Linked DNA regions of Sus scrofa: all the other regions are linked to region 3. A link is a contact called in public HiChIP or PLAC-seq data. All regions are on one chromosome and are shown on one strand. Each heading gives the region's core, a stretch centred on a gene start, on an enhancer-like site or on the middle of the called end of the contact. The rest is flanking DNA. Distances are from core to core; before and after follow the strand shown.

Region 1 (3,250 bases), core at 349-2,848, 160 kb after region 3:
GCAAAAATTCAGGAATTTTTACAGTTTTTTTGGAAATTATAAATGTTGGCTGTATAGCTATAATTTATGAAGGAAAGCATTCATATAATTACTTTTACCTATTAAAATCCCTATAGAGTGAAAGAAAAGAGAGAGACTGTACTAAAAATTACCTTCTTTTAGCTTGACCACCACCTGTTAGATGCAAGTGTTTGAAGTAGTTCTGTTAGTTGTGTTTATACTTACTTATATTCAGACTCCCTTGATCCCCGTTCAGGTCATGCTAACAACGTCACTGAGGAGTAATTTTAATGTTTTAAATTTATTAGCATCTTTGTATATGTCAGTCTTACTCTGGGTTGGTTATATTTCAGAAGTAGCCACAGGAAGTCAAATAATTCAGTATATATATAAGGGAAAAGGAAAATCGTATTACAAAATACACTGTTCATTAAGTATCACTTTTATGGTTATGTTTTGCTAATCAGTTTATACTGAAGGGTTGTTTGAAAGGTAACACTTTTTATAGTTATATCTTGTTAGCCAAATTTTAATAAAATATTAGAAGAAAAAATTTCTTTTTTATAGGTTTTGATTGATAGGTAATATAATATAGGAAAACCTGAAACCCTAGATTCACTTTATTTTTCCAGTTAAGTAAAATTATCCTTGCTTTTTGTCCATTGAGGAGTATGGATATGTGAAATATGTATTAACACTTTGGGAATATTAGAAAAAGAACTCTGCTCATAGTCCATTAACAGTTTGGACAGTTTAGTGTGATATTTTTGATCATCATCAGACATGTGTCACCCAGACTACTAGCCGTGAAGTACAGAGATTTGCTATTCATAGTGATTAGACCTACTACTACCTGTCTGTGCACTAGTACTATTTGTATAGTTTTTAAAAAATGCACATGTTTGGAGTTCCCATCATGGCTCCACAGAAACAAATCTGACCAGTATCCATGAGGACACAGGTTTGATCCCTGGCCTTGCTCAGTGGGTTAAGTATCCAGTGTTGCCATGAGCTGTGGTGTAGGTCACAGACATGGCTTGGATCTGGCATGGCTGTGTCTGTGGTGTAGGCTGGCAGCTGCAGTTCTGATTCGACCCCTAGCCTGGGAACCTCTATATGCCATTGGTGCGGCTCTAAAAGGACCAAAAAAAAAAAAAGCAAGCACATGTTTGCAAGGCATCCATGCTGTAATTTCTGGGGTATGTAGTGGATTCGTATCTCCTTTTTTGTTGTTGTTGTTGTTGTTGTTGTAATAAGAGGACTAATCTTTAAGATACTTAAATATGCCAAGTAATTTTAAATGTTACAGATATTTTAGATAAACACACAAAGACTGTTTGCCATGGATTTTATTTACTTTTAGCATTTTAATTCTAAAGCTTTTCAAGGTTGATAGTCACTGCCTCAGGTATTTGGGGGTGAGTACCTATATTTTTTAATCTAGAGGAATCATTGATTAATTCCTAGTTTGTTTATTTTTGTTACTAATACTTTTTAAATTTTGAGGCTTTGTAATTGAGGAACTATGACTTCCCTAATGGTTGGTTATGTTAACATAATATTAGGAAGTCCTGCAGTAGAATTAAGGGAAATCCCTATTAGCTGGAAAGCCATCTTTTAAGAAGACCTAGGAAACAAGTAGGAATAGTAGGAGTTACACAGTGAAAGTATTAGGTACTCTAAGCTAGTCACTGTCTTAAACATCCTTTCTTTCATTTAATCCTTGCAACCCTAACTAGAGATTATCATACTAAATAAAGTAAATCAGAAAGAGGACAGATACCATATGATATCACTTATATGTGGAATCTAAAATATGACACAAACGAACCCATCTACAAAACAGAAAACAGACTCACAGACCGAGAACAGACTTGTGGTTGCCAAGGGGAATGGGGGAAGTAGGGAAATGGGCTGGGAGTTTGGGCTTAATAAATAAGGTCCTACTGTATAGCACAGGAACCTATGGTCAATCTCCTGGGATAGAACGTGATGGGAAATAATTTTTTTTTAAAAAAGTAATCCTTGCAACCCTATAACCTTTACAAATGAGGAAATCAAATTTCATGAGATAATTTATTTTACCATGTAACCTAGATCAGTCAAGCTTAGTCTGTACTTTTTTAGACATTGAACTTTGGTGTCTGTCTTCCTCACTAGCCTGTAAGCTTTTCAAGCCTTGCATGTTTGTCCATTTACTGTCCTAGACCTTGTTTGCCAGCAGAGTATCTTCCAAGTAGTGGAAAAACTCAGTAAATATTTATGGAATAAATAAGTGAATATATGAGTGAGCTACTCAGGGTTATTAACTGCGGTAACTGAAATAGGGCTGGCATTCGAGTTTGTGTTCTTTCCTCACTGTTTTATGTACCCTCTCACTTTTGGAGAGTAAGGAAAATTTAACTCCAGATATTTCTGCAGTGCTTACTATATACAAAACATTTTGCCAGATATGTTAAGGAAATGGTTTCTAATATGTAAGGATGATAGTTGAGCATATACTGAGTGAAGAAAATGCATAATGATTTTTTCAAATGCCTACTATGAATTTAATAATGCCTTTTGGATGACTGTTGTGTTTATTATGGTAGCATGCATATAAGTAAAGTAGTAGTACGTTTATTTATGACACATCATTTTCGTTTATAGACTATATACACATAAGAAAGACAAATACATGGCTAAATATTCAGGAGACACCAATGAAAATATGATAAAGAAGTGCAAGTCCAGATCTGTGCAGGGCGGGAGAACAAAAAAAATATTAAGCTACTGGTTACGTGCCAAACTCTTACTCAGGCATTTTAAATTCAAAAACGAGTAATTCAGAAAAACGAAATGTCTTGCTTTCTAGAGGCTTATTATTATTGTGTATACCAGATGCAGTATGCTGTATTACAGAATTAAGTATTCTTACAAAGCCGTAAAATTCTATGAAAAGAAGCAAAGGGGGGAAATAGCGGGAATGGCTTCAGAAAATATTATGGAAGAGGTGGTATTTGAATTTTGTCTTCAATTTCATTAATTTTTTATCAGTTCTTTTTACTACTTTTAGTCTCTTTTGTGTAGAGCTCATGGAAATAATCATAGTTTATTCCTTTCCGGGAAACTGTAGTAGTCCTCCTTTATATAGTGTTTCAAATCCAGCCCTATGTGAAAGGTAGTGCATTCCTTTGATGAGCTGAGCTCTCCTCCAGTCTAGAACCCCAGAGATTACAGATAGACCTTAATTAAGCTTCTTTCTCTTCCT
Region 2 (2,863 bases), core at 221-2,720, 150 kb before region 3:
CATATTCTAACACAAAATATAGTTCAGCCTGAAGTCTGAAAGTTTGCAAAGTTAAGGCACTGATTTTGCCATTTGCAAAGGATGATGATATTTGAATAACAGCTGCCAGGACTAAAACTAATACAATTCAATTGTATGTGTGGTTATTTCCTCCTTGTTTTGAAATCCAGAAGGGTAGAGAGATCTATGTGGTCCTAATTTTGTTATGAGTTACTAATTTTTCTCTGGTTCCTCTGTTGAACATTTTTGACCAAATGTCATGACCAAAACAAAATGTGAAGCAGTATTGATTATGAATGAGATATTAATTCTAGTTTACTTTTTTAATTAATAAAAACATGCATGATCTGGATACACTGCATTCTAGTCTGTTAAGATAAAAACTAACCACAGTGCATGGATTCCATTTGATGTTGATGAATCTCATCTAGAGAAGAAAAGGAATCCTCTTCTTCAGCCTGGGGGAAATGAGGTTATCATACAGGCAGAGGTGGCTGCATTTGTGAACCCCAGGGAAGAAATTCCCGCACATCCTATTGGAGGTCTTTACACCCAAGGCCATGCACCTGCAGTTTTCTCCAAAAGCCACTAGAGGGTGATCATCGATTCTGGGTAATGACCCAGAATCCTCTCCTCCCACTGGTGTCAGGACCCACCTCACCCATCCCTCAGGATAAACCTTGCTCTATTGCCTAGCATAAGCTGCTATCACAGGGACAGCTCATCTTTTATTCTAGTACCTGATAACTGGAAAAGAGCCTTGCATCAGGCTGAATAGCATAGACTCCACCTTGTGTGTGCCTTTGTCCTCTGTCCCCAGGCATTGCCTGGCCAGACTCATTACGCCCCACCTGGCGCCACCTTTCCCAAACCAGCTCAAGACTCTTCTATGGTCTTCTCTAGGGAGGGTCCAGTTCCACCTCTTTTGCAACTTTGACTTTTCCTTCTATTCCTTCTCTTAGTCTCCTATCCCTTTTAATCTGTCACCTACACCTACCTGGAAATCTCCATATTGCTTTATGACATGGCTCCTAAATATCCGCTCATCAAATGAACTATAAAAGTGGAAGGATTTCACCAGGTGTTAGATTATAACAGTGTTCTCAGAAATTATTAGGCTTGCTTTTCTATGAAACAAGAGCATAAAGACTTCTGCATCAACTAGTTATAATATAGCTAATTTAATTTGGGTTTTATATTTTGAAAGATCAAAAATGCAGGTTCAGTCATAATTTTAAAAGCAAAGCAGACCACGGTGGTGGCTACATTAAGAATCCATTCGGTGACAGAGTATACTACTGAAGAAGTGGTGGCAGTAATGTAAAATGACTGGGAAGAGTTGTGAAGAAATAGAAACAAGCTTATGACTCAGTAGTCAAGATGAGAGAAAACACGTCAGTCAAAAGGAGGAACTTCCCAGGAGGAAGTCGCCAGCGGCTAAAAGTAGCATTAACTGGATGCTGACCAAGTGCCAGCATGTGTACCAAGCAATGTATCTCCTCTGGCTCATTTTAGCTTCACCGCTAGATGAGGGAGTTAATGCTGTTGTTCCCAATTTACAGATGAGAAAACTGAGGCTCAGAGAGGCGAAGCAATTTGCCCAAGATCACATAGTATCAGAGGTGGGACTCCAGTCTCAGCCAATCTGCTGTAAAGCACAGGATCTTATCTAGTCCCAATGATGTATCAATAATACCACAATAATTACAGCTTTTTCACAGGTGCAAAAGGGTTCAAAATTAATCCTCCCCAAATTCTCACAATTTCTAAGTCTGTACTGGTGGGTTGCAGCCGTTGGATAGTGACAAGGTAATGAAAGGAAAGGGAGGGGTGCGGGGGCAAGAGGAGAAAGACTAACAGATTAAAAAAGAACTGTTTCCTTCCTTGGGGTAACATGAGCCCTCGGGGCAGGAGCCCTGAATTAAAGGTTGACCTCAGTCGGCCCAGTTGGCCTGAGAGTGTGGAATCTCCAGCTCTCCGCTGTGAGCACTGGGGGTGGGAAGGGGCATTTTCCATCACAGACTCTACCACGGATGTATTTTTATACAGAGACATGTAAGAAGGCCATGGACTCGATACACAAAGTTAATGGACCAAGGACCCTGTTTGTCCTTCGTCATCTCAGCAAGGGCCGCAGTAAATATGCAAATTACAGAAGTGTCTTCCAAACATAGGAAGATCTTTCATTAGAATCCCAGGAAGCCCTCAGCGTCTACATTTTATTAAGCCACAATTGTTACTTTAGAACAAGGCCTTATGCCTCTTGGTATATACTTAAAACTTGCAAAGTGCTTTTTAATGTCTAAAATTTGAAGCCAGCATTAGAAATTTGCAGTTACCCTACCTTGGTCCGCTCCAGAGGTTTCCACCCCCTCAACCTAAGTAAACTGGCCTTAACTTCACATGCAATTCTCTAAATGAATGTTCCCAAAAATACAATAAGGATAACTGGATTTTTTTTTTCACTTCAGTTATTTTAATTGCAGAAACTATATTTTGCTTTGGCATCAGGGTAAATAGCAATTTAGCCCAGAGAAAGCCTCTTTGACCCAGGTCATTGAATGATTTTTATTAGTACACACACACACAGACACACACACACAGACACACACAGTCTGAGAAACTCCCAAGGATCTTTTCCCTGGGAAAAAGAATGCTGCTTGCATTGATCAATACACTTTCTTGCTTCCTTCACTTTGACTGGATCCTGAAACGCATGCAAGGGAGCTTTACTGGGTGTCAGGAGACCTGGGTTCAGGGCACACTTCTAGCACAGAGCTATGCAATCTCTGGAAGATTCTAGACCCCTTGACTTCAAGTCCTAATCCCTAATACAGAGAGATTGGTTTGCCAACTAGATTTT
Region 3 (3,209 bases), core at 20-2,519:
GTTATACGAGTGTATGAATTCGTCAAAAGATGAGCAAATTTACACATAAAGTCTGTGTGTTTCTCTGTAAACTGCTTCTCTTTGCGGAACAAAAACAAAAACCCTGTAGCATGCTGGAGAGAAAGGGCTATGGTCCTTCCTGGAAAAGTTCTGGGAGGGAGACGGGGATCCAGCCACGTCCTGCAACACCGCAGTGTGGGGCGTGGACCGTCACGAGGCCCAGGTCTGGTGGGAAAACATTAGTGGACTCAGTGTCGGAACCCAAGGGCGGGACTTCTTAGAACTGAGAATCTTGAGACTGGTGAGGTCTCCAAAGGGCCCTGATGCGGGTGGCACTGCAGGCCCTGCCACACTTCCTCTCCCAGTGCCAGCTGTCACCAGAAAAGAGAGCGTTCATGTCTCAACTATCAGAAACCTTCAACTAGCATAAACCTCAGGGCTGCCAGGAGCATTCACAATCACCAAGTGTCACTTCGCACCCAATGCAGGACACCCCCCCTCAAGGCACCATCCCCATGCCCGGCAAGGCCTGCCCTGGGTGCACCAGATGTTCCATGTCTTCTGCTGGGGGGCACTTAGAAGTGCCTTCAATGCTTTCTATCCAAAAATGCTTAGCTTGACCTCGTCAGAGGCTCTACAGCCCCACTTTACAGGCAACACAGGGGACAGAAGGACGAACTAAACAATGTCACAAAGAAGCAATGGGACAAATCCAGGAGGTGAGGTGTCGCACAGTGTAATTGGCCCAAAATAAGTTGATACCCTAAAAAAAGGACAGTTATGAATTAAAGAGACTTAAGGAACATGACCACCTGTGAAAACGAATGGCCATGGATTTGTTATTGATTTGCACAAAATTACGGTAAATAACACACATTTTGAACATAGACTATTGATGAGAAGAAATTTAGTGAAGTAGAAAGGTAGAGATCATTGAATAAAGATATGAAACAATACACTCATTTTGTCTAATTTTAAGATTTTTTTTTTCGGGCCTCTAAGATATTCACAGCCAGGATCACTCAGTGATAAAAGGGTTTCTTCTTCTTTTGTGCTTGCTTCTATTTTCTAGATTTGCACCATGCATATGTACCACTCCATCTATTGTGGGTTGAATTGTGTTCCCCCCCAAAATTCACTGTGACTTTATTGGGAAATAGGGTCCTTGCCCATGTAATCAGTTAAGATGAGTCATCCTGGAGTAGCCTGGCCCTGAGCCGGTATCCCTGCTGTCCTCATAAAAAGGGGAAATGTGAACACACGCGGAGCATGCCAGCTCCGATGAAGGCGGAGATTGAAGCCGTCATCTCACAAGCCAGGGGGGGACTGGGAGAGCGCGGCCTCAGCGGGAAGCAGCGCAGCCCGCACCGTGTCTCCAACTTCTGCGCGCAGCACCCCGAGAAAGCAAATTGTGTTGTTTAAGCACCCCGGTCGTGGTACTTCAGTGCTGCAGCCAAAGGGAGGTGATGCAACATCTATAATAAGAAGAAAGGACTTAAACGCAGAAGTTAAAATAGCAAAGCCTGGGGCCCGGGTGGGGGGCGCCCGCCCTCACCGGTTCAGGAGCTTCTATTTCAAGGGCAAGAGGTTCCATTTTATAAACAGCTTGGACCAGAACTTTCTTCGTTACACTGCCTGCCCGGCCTTCCTGTCCGGGGAGCTCATGAGTCAGGCTCCTCTTGAGTCACCTCTGCTCCCCAGCAGCGCGGGGAAGAGGCTGCGCTCCCGGGAGCCTCCGGCAGCGGCCCTCACTGCTCCCCGAGGCCCGCCGCTGAGCCAGCGTGGTCCCGGTGCCCTCAAAGAGCCGCCGAGGCTATTCTTATAATGAAGCGCCTCATCCTCCCGTTACGTGGCCCAGAGGCCCGGCCAGAAACCTGAGCCGTCGGGGCCAGGAGATCAAAATAACTTCCAAGAATAACCCGGGCCGCGCTGCTCCCCGGGCGCCCCGCGGAAGCCCCGGCCGCCCCCGCTTCCTCCCGCGCTCCCCAGGAACGGGCCTATCATGTCCCACACGCTGAAATTCAATAAACTGGAACAATCGGAGGAAGTGTGGAGCTTTCTCCGCACCGGGACCCTGCTTATCAAAGTGACAAGATTGATTCAGTTGCTACAAACGTCCGAAGACTTCCTTTCCCAAAAGAAAGGCCGGGAGGAAGGTCATGTCCTTCGGCCACCTCCCCCGAGCCAGGCGCTGCATCTGCTTCTCTTCAAGCTGGTCCGGCAGGCGGCCCCCTTCCCAGCTCCTCTGTGCGTCCCTCCAGGGGGCGGGTGAAGGCAGCGGCCCTGTCACCTGCCTGGGAAGCGGCAGGGGAGGGAGGCACGTGGAGGGGAGACCCCAGCGAGAGAGGAAAGGGGCGGGGAGAAGAGGCAAAGGAGGGGGAGGCAAGGGCCCCTCCCCAGTGCCCGTGGTACCACCCTCTGCAGGGACCAGGCCCTCCAGCCAGGGCCCCCACCTGGGCTCCCCGCCTCCTCCGCTGCCCACCGAAGCCAGCACAGGCCCTCCCCTCCCTCCCCCGTGCCAGCCCTCAGAGTAGAGCACATTCTGAGCTAACTGTGTCGCTCCGAGTCCCGTCCCTGTCCCAGTCCTTGTCTGGGCTGCTCCCCTCAGGGAGTGACTGTCCCGTCCTTTTACAGGTGGTCAGGCAGAGCCTTCCCCCGACCTTGCTGAAGCCCCCAGCCCCTCTGCCCTGCACCCTGCGCCCTTCCCCTTGGAGGTGGCTAAGCTCACACCCCCTGCACTTCCCACAGAGCCCAGGTGAGCAGGGGGCACTGCCCAGCGGGCACTGAGGAAAGCTGCAGCCCGACCAGAAGCAGCATTGTGACATTAGAGCAGGTGTCCTCGGGTCTACCTCGGGGCCCCAGGGCCCTGCAGCCTCACCACAGGCCGCAGTCAGAGAAGCAGCCGCTGGACTGAAAGCCAGGCTCCCCCCTACCCGCCCCAGTCTGAGCCAGGACAGCACGACCGTGGGTCCCTCTGAAAAGAGGGGACGCATCAGAGTTTGGCCACCGCCGCTGGCGGAGGAAGAGGCTGCTCCAGGGGTAGATGGAGCTTCATAAACCTGAGACAGCCGGAAACAGCGCCTCCACCTGCACGACCCTGGGCCTCAGAGTCAGACTGTTTTTGAACAAAATGTGTCAAAGGGATGAGATCTTTTTCAAGAGCTACATGGACCCTCTCTTGACCGTCTCTGCTCTGGGAGGACGCCCTG

The links. HiChIP or PLAC-seq counts read pairs in DNA pulled down with a chosen protein or histone mark.
Region 1: a contact with region 3 is called in an H3K27ac HiChIP or PLAC-seq map of alveolar macrophages. The contact joins two enhancer-like sites. A contact is called at or near these places in 2 of 2 datasets of contacts at active chromatin or transcription factors (alveolar macrophages and skeletal muscle).
Region 2: an H3K27ac HiChIP or PLAC-seq map of alveolar macrophages shows a contact between it and region 3. The contact joins two enhancer-like sites. A contact is called at or near these places in 1 of 47 Hi-C or Micro-C datasets (skeletal muscle) and 2 of 2 datasets of contacts at active chromatin or transcription factors (alveolar macrophages and skeletal muscle).

What each region holds. Positions count from the first base shown.
Region 1 is chr1:4,786,964-4,790,213 of Sscrofa11.1, reverse strand. The region is part of intron 3 of QKI (QKI, KH domain containing RNA binding); the gene reads left to right. Among named protein-coding and RNA genes, the nearest start is that of QKI, 95 kb to the left of the region's middle. Within about 2 kb of position 1,598, at least 2 of the 83 cell types and tissues checked have an H3K27ac peak or open chromatin away from gene starts, as enhancers often do. A contact at or near this core is called in alveolar macrophages, where this site is marked.
Region 2 is chr1:5,101,843-5,104,705 of Sscrofa11.1, reverse strand. All of the region lies in intron 4 of PACRG (parkin coregulated gene protein), which reads left to right. Among named protein-coding and RNA genes, the nearest start is that of QKI, 220 kb to the right of the region's middle. Within about 2 kb of position 1,470, at least 8 of the 83 cell types and tissues checked have an H3K27ac peak or open chromatin away from gene starts, as enhancers often do. A contact at or near this core is called in alveolar macrophages and skeletal muscle, where this site is marked.
Region 3 is chr1:4,947,956-4,951,164 of Sscrofa11.1, reverse strand. LOC110259878 (a long non-coding RNA gene) reads right to left here. Exons shown (of 2, transcript XR_002342280.1): 2 at 891-1,475. Among named protein-coding and RNA genes, the nearest start is that of QKI, 66 kb to the right of the region's middle. Within about 2 kb of position 1,269, at least 28 of the 83 cell types and tissues checked have an H3K27ac peak or open chromatin away from gene starts, as enhancers often do. A contact at or near this core is called in alveolar macrophages and skeletal muscle, where this site is marked.